Regions from separate parts of the Mus musculus genome. Here region 2 is linked to region 1. The links are chromatin contacts, called in public promoter capture Hi-C maps. All regions are on one chromosome and are shown on one strand. The core of a region is the stretch at or near the end of the contact, and the rest is flanking DNA. Distances in the headings are between cores, read along the strand shown.

Region 1 (5,437 bases), core at 1,245-3,744:
ATTAATAGGAACAAGTAGTCGGTGTGTTTATTGTTACACACAAATTTCATGGAATTATTTTCATCTGTAGTTTTTTTTTTTTTTTAATTTTGCCCTTACCCTGATCTCCAGCTTTGTGAGCTAAATAAATACTTTACTTTTGCAACAAACCTGCTCCCTGGAATTTTGCTATAACAAGGGAAAATTGAAAGAATACCCTTCAAATTATGATTGAGCACAAATTTGGGACCATACCAAGTGTCCCAGGTTAAACTTGAATAACATCTATCACTGTGGCAGATTTGTGATACCATTCCATATGACTAAATGTGTGATCATATTCTCTAAGGCTCCTCAGAAACTGAAAATACAGGCTTTGACTTTCAGGCCCCTATTAAATTCTCTGGGCATGTTGAGCACCTTTGCCTCATGCACAGCATCTGTGACAATGTGCCTGCTGGGAAACTGCTTTGACTTTCCCCACTGCATCTTCTGATTGACTCTACTGATCCCAGCCAAAAGAACATCGTCTGAGACAGCACTTCTCCTGTCTTCAGAGAACCCCACCTAAACATATAAGTCTGCATGTAATAAATAGGATTTCAGAATTATCAGATTTTATAATCTTTAATAACAGGTTAAGTATCCAAGAGGTATGCTTGAGGTTTCAAGTGAACATTTTTGAATAGCATAATCCATAGAAGTGTTCACTAAAGATACTGAAACAACCTCCCCTACCACAACACAATTAAACCAAGAAGTTAATGAGATGCTTTCTCAATAATACTCCTTCCCCTTGAGATTAATACCCAAAGGAAGATCTCAATTATTTAAAATCTTTGTTGCAACTTATTGCAGGTCCTGGAACCAAACAGGGAATTGCTGCCAGGGAGTTGAAGGACACTTAGACACATGCCATTCCACTGAAAATTGATACAAAGGAGGAAGAACTCTCAGTTCCTACTTACAGATTAAAGGAAGTGAGTCTCCTCAAATCTGCTGGAGGAAGAAAGAAAGACAACACTCAATAGTGCCATCATCTTGGGCCTTCTGTTGTCTCAGTAAGTATGCAGATGTGTCCTTAATCTTTATCTGAGTATTCAGTCTCTCAGTGTCTAAAGGAATAATACAGAAGGAGGTGGGTGGGTAAAGATTTAGGCAGTAAACTTTAAGAGATAACTTAAGGATTGTGTTGTATTGAAACTGAAATAAATAAAAATGTATAAGGATTTTTCAAAAGATAAAAACTAGAAATGATCATAACCAAGAATAGACATCTTAATGTCACATTCTTATATTCACATAGGAACCTAAGAAATTCAATACAGTCTTTCTTTGTTATGGGCAGTTACACTTCATAGATTTTGAGTACATTTAATTTTATTGTTTAATGTCTGATGGTCTGATGTGTATACTCCTGTTCCTTACATATAGTTGTTTAATACAGTACTTTTGAGGTTGCCTTTTTGAACTTGTATACATCCTTCATTTACCTCCCAGAACATATGTGACAAATTTCCTTTAAAAATTTAACACAATATAAATAGTGATGTTTGGACCTATCCCTCTCTCTCTCTCCCTCTCCCTCCCTTCTTTCTCTCCTTTCTCTCGCCCTGTGTGTGTACTGTTCATTTGTATATATGTGAGATGTATAGTCTATTTCAGAAAAAGACGATTACAGCATGCAAATAGTGCTATAATAAAAAAGTGCTTACAGAGCCTTCAGTCACTATGCTATTCTCAATTTTCCTTTATACAAGCCACAGGATAATCCCATGTACAATCACAAATCCTCCTTTGTCCAAAGAGGAGAGTCCACATGTTCATGCTGCTGAGTAACAAAGATTTAGGGTATTCATTCAACTTCCAGTTTTAATGAGGTCCACATTTAGAGCTTAAAATTACAAGTATATTCTTTGCTGTTGTAAATTGCTTCTAATTACTGTAGTTTCTGATTCTTATTAGCCTCAATACTAGATGCTGGTTGCTAACTTGCCTGGAAAATAATCATTCATTAATTGAATCTGTTCTTAGACAACTTCACATCTGTGTATGATGTATACTGGTTATGTTTAAACCCAACTCTCCCTTATCCTTATCCTACCCCATGCACCCCTGTTACTCACTACTCATTTCTAGAGTCTTTTTATTCATTCTAGAACCTCAATGGAGCATCTGGAATGATGGAATTGAACATTTTTCTAAAGAAGGGAAGAGAGGAAAATAACTAGCCTTGGGAGTTATTTTCTGGGTGAGACTGTGAAGGAAACCATCTGCAATTGGCTTGGAAATTGTCTCCTGGGTAAAAATTTTAAGGAGTATTGTCTACAATTAGAAACCTAACTACAGAAAGACATTCAATCATCAGGAAAAGCAATAATATTTACAACAGCTATCTGTACATATAAGCATCTTTTTTCTCCACCCCTGTGATCTAAACTCTAATCTACATACACAATAAATTTCACCAAGAATTTCTTTCCACAGACTCCCAGGAGCTGATTCATCCATAAACATGACAAACCACACTATGGTGACAGAATTCACCTTGCTGGGCATCCCTGAGACAGAGGGCCTGGAAAATGCCCTGCTTTTTCTGTTTTCAACAATGTATGCCTGTGCCCTGCTGGGAAACTTTCTCATTCTTACTGCAATCACTACCTCCCCAAGACTACACACACCCATGTACTTTTTCTTGGGAAACCTCTCCATCTTTGACTTAGGTTTCTGTTCCACTACAGCTCCAAAGATGTTGTCATATCTCTCAGGATGGGGTGGAGGGATCTCTTTTCAGGGATGTGTTGTACAACACTTCTTCTATCATTGTCTGGGTTGCACATTGTGTTTCTTGTACACAGTGATGGCCTATGACCGCTTTGTTGCCATATGCTTCCCTTTGAGATACACAATCATCATGAACCACAGAGTATGCTGTGTCTTGGCCACAGGGACCTGGATGAGTGGCTGTGTGCATGCCACCATCCTAACTTCCCTCACTTTCCAGTTGCCCTACTGTGGCCCCAGTGAGGTGAGTTATTACTTCTGTGACATGCCTGCAGTGTTACTGCTAGCCTGTGAAGATTCCTCTCTAGCACAGAGGGTAGGTTTCACAAATGTTGGTCTTTTATCTCTCATTTGTTTCTTTCTCATTATTGTATCCTACACTCGAATTGGGATCTCCATCTCAAAAATCCGCTCAACAGAAGGCAGGCAGAGAGCGTTCTCCACCTGCAGTGCCCACCTCACAGCCATCATGTGTGTCTATGGACCTGTCATCGTCATCTACCTACAGCCCAACCCTAGTCCATTGCTTAGTGCGATTATTCAGATTTTGCACAATCTTGTGACACCCACCATCAACCCATTGATCTACAGCCTGAGGAACAAGGATGTGAAAGCAGCCCTGAGGCATGTATTTCTTAAGAGGTGTCTTAGCCTGGAAGTAAATGAAAACAGCTAAGTGTTTGCTGAAGAGTGTCTGATTCAGTTTACTTTGAGTCTATGACTTACTTCACAGGACACATGTTATCTATAATTCCAGGGCATATTAAATTGAAATGTACATTATATCAATTTGCCACTTCCTTCACCATTTGAAGATACATGTTTATTTTATATTTCTCTGTTTTATGATGTAACGTGTGATGAAATGTCTGCACAGATGTGTTAATTTTTATGCTGTGTGAGTTCTCTCTCATCACCACTATTCCCCAATATGTGTTTGTTATCTAACTCTAAAGGGGCTCACAAACTCACTTACCCTCTTCCATTCACTGTCTTAGAATTTTATATCCATTCTAAATGGAGAAAGTACATTCCAGATTTCTACCAAAATCTCAGGAATTCAAACTAATGAAAACTGAATTAAATTGAGCCTTTCACATGCAGTCTTGTGAGAATCCAAACGTGTTTCTTGCGCACATCTTCTGTATTTTAGAAGTTTCTTGTGTTTTAATTTTATCCCTTGATAGGCACAAACCTTGATTATTTCTTCTTAGTTGCTCACTATCCACTTAAGTTTTATAACGGTGTCTCACATCTACCAAAAGGCCAATTAAATTGAAATATATTTATTCATTTCAAAAACAGGAAATTTGGTATAGGTATAATGTCTGTAAATCAGATAGCTGTAAGTTTCCATGGGAAAAATTATGTGGTTTCTTTTTCAGAGTATCATGTATAACTCATTTCCCATTCTTTATTTCTATGCTCCAAATTGCTGGGAAAATTAAATAGATACATTTTATTTATAAAACCTAGTTAAGTTTTTAGTGAATATGTTTTTCTTCTTGTTCTGGATTTAGTTTTCTTTTGGTTATTTTATATCTACCTGACTCAGGGTTTTTCTTAACTGGTACAGTCTTTCCAATCTTGAGTGAAGAAACAAATAGTTATGGAGAATAAGACAAGAAATAAGGAAGGAAATATAGAGCTGTGTTGCAGACGAAAATTAGTAGTCCACAGTAGAATAATTAGTGTTTTCTTTAAATCACATTTCTGTCTATAAACATGGGTGGTTGAAAACTACTTTTATATTCGAAAATATAAAACATGCCCACTAAGTCTGAGCAATTCTGTTGGAACCTATTCAAAGCACTCCAAAGACAGTGCATTCCAGTAACCAGGGTGCTGTGATGTGCTGAATAGGAATCTCTAAAATGAGATATTCTAGCACACAGTTAGTTACTCACACCAGAAGTTAAACAGGCATTACTGTAACCCAGGACACCTTAGGTCCTCTCAGACAGCCACAATTTATTTGAAATATTAAACACTAATGTTAAAGAATCAAAACCCACAGTTTTATATCCCCTTCAATATTCAGCATAGATCCTGAAAGTGGAGTAACTACCTCTCCTCAGGAGTCCATAGCTTCAAACATTCTGGTTCTCAGGGACTACCACAGTTATTCCTGTCTAACACCCACCCTTTCCTTTCTGCCCTTGCCTTCTGGACAGAATGCCAAAGGGACATCTTTATAAGCTTGCCTCTTCTGTTCATTCTCTATTTTATTTAACAATGTGTGTGTGTGTGTGTGTGTGTGTGTGTGTGTGTGTGTGTGTGTGTGTGTGTGTGTGTGTGTGTGACAGAGAGAGAGAGAGAGAGAGAGAGAGAGAGAGAGAGAGAGAGAGAGAACAAACATGCAACAGTAATCAGAGAATGAATTCCCCTTAATTCTTTCCCTTCATCATATGTGTCCAAATTATTGATCATAGGTCATCATTACATATGGAGTCATATTAAATTCTTCCTATTATGTCATCCTTGAAGTCACTTGTTCACCGATGGTGGTGTTATTTATCATTTGTTTGATGTGTTATCTCAAAAATTACTTAACCTTAAGGTATTTTACTTTGCACATTAAATATGATCTTTTTTTAATTCATGGTGATTTTGTGATTAGTTCAATAGCATTTTATGCCTACACATGTTGGCCTGAATATTGACACACGATTCT
Region 2 (5,437 bases), core at 2,099-4,598, 620 kb after region 1:
GTAGAGGTGTCACAATATCATGATAGGAAGATGAAGTGGTGTAGAACTCACCTGTCTGCCTGCTTTGGTCGGAAGCAGAAAGACAGATTATCAACACTACTATGCTTTCTCCCTTTTCTTTCAGTCCATCCAGCCCCAGCCCCTTGTAATGGTGTCTTCCATATTCTGGGTAGATTTCTCCTTCCTGGGGAAGGCCCTCACAGACACAACCAGAGTGGCCCTTAGTAACCTCCTATGTGCTCAATGCAAGCAGGCTGGCAGTCAAGATCAATCATCACCCATAGCCTTACATATCAGCAAGAGCAGAATGTTTACGACAGAGAAATGTCAAGCTAACATCAGCAAGACAGAGCAGCACCCATCACAAAGACGAAGGGATAACTTACCATGTTAAGTGCTTTAAAAGCTTACGGAACAAGGGCTAGAGAGATGGCTCAGCAGTTAAGAGAACTTGTTATTTATCCAGAGGACCCCAGGCTCAGTTCCTAGCACCCACATTTTGTGGTTCACAATAATCTATAACTCTAGTTCCAAGGGATCTGATCTCCACTTCTGGCTTCCGCAGGCACTGCATGTACACCGTGCACATATGTACACACGAGCAAAACACCCATATACATAAAATAAAATTCAAATTTAAAAACACATCCCGGCACAGACCAGATGGACTTCAAGAAACTTAACGTACTTATAAGTATGGCAGAAAGCTCCTGCCAGAGGGAACAACAGAACAGCGAGAACAAGTGCTCTGGGTTTTCTTTTTGTTTTTGTTTTTCTTTTTTATTGGCTGTTTTCTTTATTTACATTTCAAATCTTATCCTCTTTCCCAGTTCCCCCCTCCCAAAACCCCCTATCCCATCCCCCCTCCCCCTGCTTCTATGACAGTGTGCTCCCACCCACACACCCACTCTCACTTCCCTGCCCTTGAATTACCCTACACTGGGGCATCAAGCCTTCAAAGGACGAAGGGCCTCTTCTCCCATTGATGCCCGACAAGGCCATCCTCTGCACATATAAGGAGCTGGTGAAATGGTTTGTGAGAACTTGAAGCAGATACACTTTCCAAAACCTCAGAACTTACCAAGGGAACATTTCAAATTCTGCTAATAAATCCTCAGAACGGGGCTGGTGAGGTGATGGGTTTTGGAGCAAGGGTTCTTGCACCAAGCTTAATGACTTGAGTTCTATATACAGGACTGACATGGTCAACTACACACATTGTCTTCTGACCTCCATACACATTCTGGAACACACTCCTCTGCCCACACACACACAGACACACAGACACACAGACAAACACACACACACATAAATACACAAAACAAATTATAATCATACTTTAATCGTGATGTATTGGTTCTGTGATATAAATCTAATTACTCTCACCTGCCTTTGATTGTAATTTTTTAATGTATCATGCTGTATATGCGTTAGTAGGAAAACATGTTTGGCCTCTATGACTTCTGAAAAAAAATCCATTTAAGCTTGAGTGAGGCCTCGAGAGCATGACAGTAGTCCTGCTCTGTGTTTTGCTTTTATCTGTTTGCTTGCTAAAAACTGTGTATAGATTAAGTGATTTTTTTTATGCCAAATTTAAGCAGAAAGTTATATTTCATGACTGAATTGAAATTGAACAGAACTATTGACAGAGTGTGCTGCCTGGAACGAATCATACCCAACAGTAAGCTCAAAGTTTCATGATACAGCTTTCCAGATTCTATGCACACATACAAAATGACTGCAGCAAGTCAGGTAAACTGAACAAACAAACAAACAAACTTCCGATTTTAACCGAACGCAAGCCCATTGTGAAGGACATGCGGTGTTTGAATATATTTTTCCTCTTGAGCAATTTTCTTCTGATTCCATCAGATTTGTTCTGCTCAGACCACACAAAAAGGACTAGCTCCTATTCATAATGTCAGAGAATCATGTTGATGAGTGAAAAAAGTAGCCAGGGTAGTCAGAGATTGGGGTTGGCTAGAAACTATTGTACACTGGAGAAGTTTAGTTCCAAACAAAAAGTTCTTGCGATGGGTCATGGAGGAAATGACTTCTTTATTGAGGAAAATGTATCAAGAACGATTAATGCAGCTTGGGGAGGAATGGGTATAGAAGTCAAATGAGTACAAAGAACTTCCTTACGCGTCAGAAGGGGGGGGCGGGGGGCGGTTAAGCTGTGAAGAGCCAGCTGTCACACAAGAGAGTTCCAGCACACTCGTCAGGAAAGCGCCTCACTGATTCCTGAGTTGTGAAAGATGTTGCAGATTTTGAGAACCTCAAAGGCTGATCCTCAACACAAGATGGCGTTTTACGACCCCGTGGCTCTCGGCCCGGGAAGAAACCTGACTGAGGACCTTCTGTGACTGTGTATGTGACATTTAGCAGGGAGCATTTCCTGTGTATAGTTCATTTACCGTCAGCTGTTACTCCGCATTCCCTTTAGGAATATCACTGTTATGCCCCCCCCCCCGACCCCCACCCCTTTTTGGCTAGAGAACAGGAGAAAAGGGCCTGGGCAGGAGCCAGACTTTTGTACCAGTCTTTCACCATTAAGCCTTCCCTTCGATTCCAGGCATGCCTAATCCGTTAAGTCAATTCGAGTTTATAACTGAGTGTAAAGGTTCAGGTTTCCCTTCCAGAAATAGGGCGGGGATGCTCAGCAGCTGCTAGGACTCGGAGCGTCTAAGAGTTGGAAACCGTCTCAACATCACATCGTCTATCTGCCTACAAATGGTTGGGGAAGGTGGGGCACCTCAGATAACTTGGGAAACGAGAAATCATCCTTCCTTATCCCTACCCTAAAGCTTATCCGAAGCTCGCATTTGGAACTAGACTGAGCACTGAGGTAGGGACAGGTGTGCCACACCCTACCCTATTTGCTACAAGCAGAAATTGCCTTGCTGTGTCCCTTGTGTGGGAACCCATTAATCAAGGCAATTCAAAGGCTGGGGAGGCAAGAAGGGGGGGGGGGATAAAGTAGAGGGCGAAGAGAAGCCAGCCAGGAGCTAGCTGGTACTGTAACTATTATAGATGACATCATTGCTTCAAAGAGATGTGTCCCTCCATTCCCCAGAGCTGTGGGCAAGTGTATTTGGGAGGCAGCAGGAGTGGGGTTGCCTGGAGGGGGTGGGTAAATAGGTGGAAGCTATGTGTGTGTCCATAACTCAGAGAGAAACCCAGACAGTAGAAAACCGAGGTGACAGCCAGCTAGCCAGACAAGAAGCCACCGCGGTCGGAGGGTGTTTGCGCTCCTCCCCCTCTTCTCAACGCGCCAGCCCTGGGAGGGGCACGTGGGTTTAGGGGTGGGGAATATGTGTCCAAGGGGGAGGGTCCATAGCGACCAAAGCGGCAGAGAGCTGCCTGCGCATGTCAAGGCTAGCAACACATTCAGCTAGGGGGTGGCCCTGGAGAGGGGCGGCTTGATCACCCAATCGCCCAGCATCGGGGCTTCGCAGGATCCAGAGACGCGCCCCGCGGAAGGGGGTCCCCCCCTCTACCCAGCCTCCACCTCTGAGATCGCCAGTCCCACCGAAGCTCCCGCCTCTTTCCACGCCTGGTGGACCTCATGGGAGCCCGGGGCTGCTGTGTACAAGACTGAAGTGGAACACATTCTGTAGCCCAGACGACGGCTGGAGTGGGGACACGCCCAGCTGGAGAAGCCTGCCCCGCCGTAGAAGCCCGAGATTCTGAGTCTCGGTGGATCGAAGTCGCTGTCCCTAGGGGAGGCGAGAGGTGAATCAACACTGACTCCTTCCACAGGCCAGCATCCCCGCGCCGGCTGCGAGACTCCCTTCCCAGTCCACTTTGCTTTGGTTGCAAACGCAAGCAGAGGAGAGGGTTGGAATTCCAAGAGTGGGGTGGGCGGGAAGGCTACTGTCCGTGGTGCTGAGCCAAGCCCCGAGGCTCGCTTTAGCGAGGTGGCTTCAGCTGACACCTACACTGGGCTCCAGATCCCGCAGACCCCCTAGGAAGGGGACTTGACCTTTTTCTTCCTCCTCCCACTCAGAAGGTCCGCTCCCTTAGGGGCAGTTAATCCCTGAAGGTTTCCTCGAAAGAATCAGAGGGCTCAGTCCTTGACAGAGATCCTCTCTGTTCAGTTCCAGAAACCACTTACGAGAAAAGATGCCTGCCTTCAACAGATTGCTTCCCCTAGCTTCTCTAGTGCTCATCTACTGGGGTAAGTACAGCACCCTGCCTTGCAATGTGCTAATACCACGCATCGTGCTAACAATAACAACACTTAAGTGATGTCGATGGTGACAAAAAGGAGCTCTGGTTTCTCTCTGTGCATTTTTGCCAGACATGGAGATCCACACGCGCTCCCAGAGACCTGGGTTTGGAGGTTTGCAAAGGCACCTCCCTGCTCCCTGTGCCTTGATTTTTTTTTCCCTCCTAACCATCTTTAATGCTTCTCTGATTCCCGTCTTTCCTAATTTTTATTTTTTCTCCTCCCTTCCCCCTTTGCTGAAAAGGAATGTATCCGTTTATTATTTCAAAATCTTGCTTGCATTTTTTACATTTGCATCGCTCAGTGAAGAGTCAGTCAGTCCTGAAAATCTCAATGATTTGGTGTATGTGTGTGTGGGGGGGGGGGGCACACTCATTTCTCTCTATGGTTTAAAAAAAAGCACAAAACCTGGATGCATGAATTTTGAGAGAGAGAAACTATAGCTTGTCCATCTGTTAAATTTTAACTAAGAATGGATGGGATAGCAGTTCCAGCCATTTGCTGCTGTGCACTGATAGACAGATGAGAAATGCATTTAGTTTGCAGGAACTGAAGGGCTTTGATATTTGGTAAGCTGGTTTTGTTGTTCTTGGGTTTGTTTCTGGATCTTTGTTTTTTTTGTTTTTTGTTTTTTTCTTGGTTGTCAGTTGTAAGAGACTCAGATGACATTGCCCCTCCAAATAAGGGACTTGTGACAATAATGCTGGGCTAAACAGCTTCAAGCATAGCTCACAATTGGATACCTGAATGTGTGCTAAGGGAATTGAACATCTAAGTGCTAATATGTGAGTGTGTGACACACACAGTGTTTTACAGTATGTTAATGTATGTCTCTGTTTATAAGTGTGTGCCCAGGCATGCATCTGAGCATGTCAGTATGAGTATCTGAATGGACTAGTGAGACTTAACAGTGTGTGTGTGTGTGTGTGTGTGTGTGTGTGTGTGTGTGTGTGTGTGCTTCTAACAGTTTTGCTTTCATGTCTTTGACTCTGCCCTTGGTTCAAGTATAGGTGCTCTTCAGTTGATAAGTCAGTTTGTATGGGTTTAGCTTACCTTCCTCTAAATTCAAATCAACAAAACCATAATGGATTGTACCCACCTCCCTTACATAAAGTAGGCTCGTGGGATTATGTTCCTGTGATGGGCTTGGCTCGCACTCTGCCTGTGCAGTGGCAGGCATGCCTCCTTGCCTGAATATCACTTTGT

Evidence for each region. Promoter capture Hi-C pulls out the DNA fragments that hold promoters and counts their contacts.
Region 2: a contact with region 1 is called in a promoter capture Hi-C map of hippocampal neurons, with 2.4 times the contacts expected there. The contact joins the promoter of Scn3b here to the promoter of Olfr961 in region 1. A contact is called at or near these places in 3 of 39 promoter capture datasets (the C10 cell line, hippocampal neurons and liver) and 1 of 115 datasets of contacts at active chromatin or transcription factors (forebrain).

The regions. Positions count from the first base shown.
Region 1 is chr9:39,644,234-39,649,670 of GRCm38.p6, forward strand. Olfr961 (olfactory receptor 961) reads left to right here and starts at 2,495. Exons shown (of 1, transcript NM_146504.1): 1 at 2,495-3,439. The coding sequence starts at 2,495. The coding sequence ends at 3,439.
Region 2 is chr9:40,265,868-40,271,304 of GRCm38.p6, forward strand. Scn3b (sodium channel, voltage-gated, type III, beta) reads left to right here and starts at 3,349. Exons shown (of 7, transcript NM_001083917.1): 1 at 3,349-3,735; 2 at 4,101-4,180. The coding sequence starts at 4,126.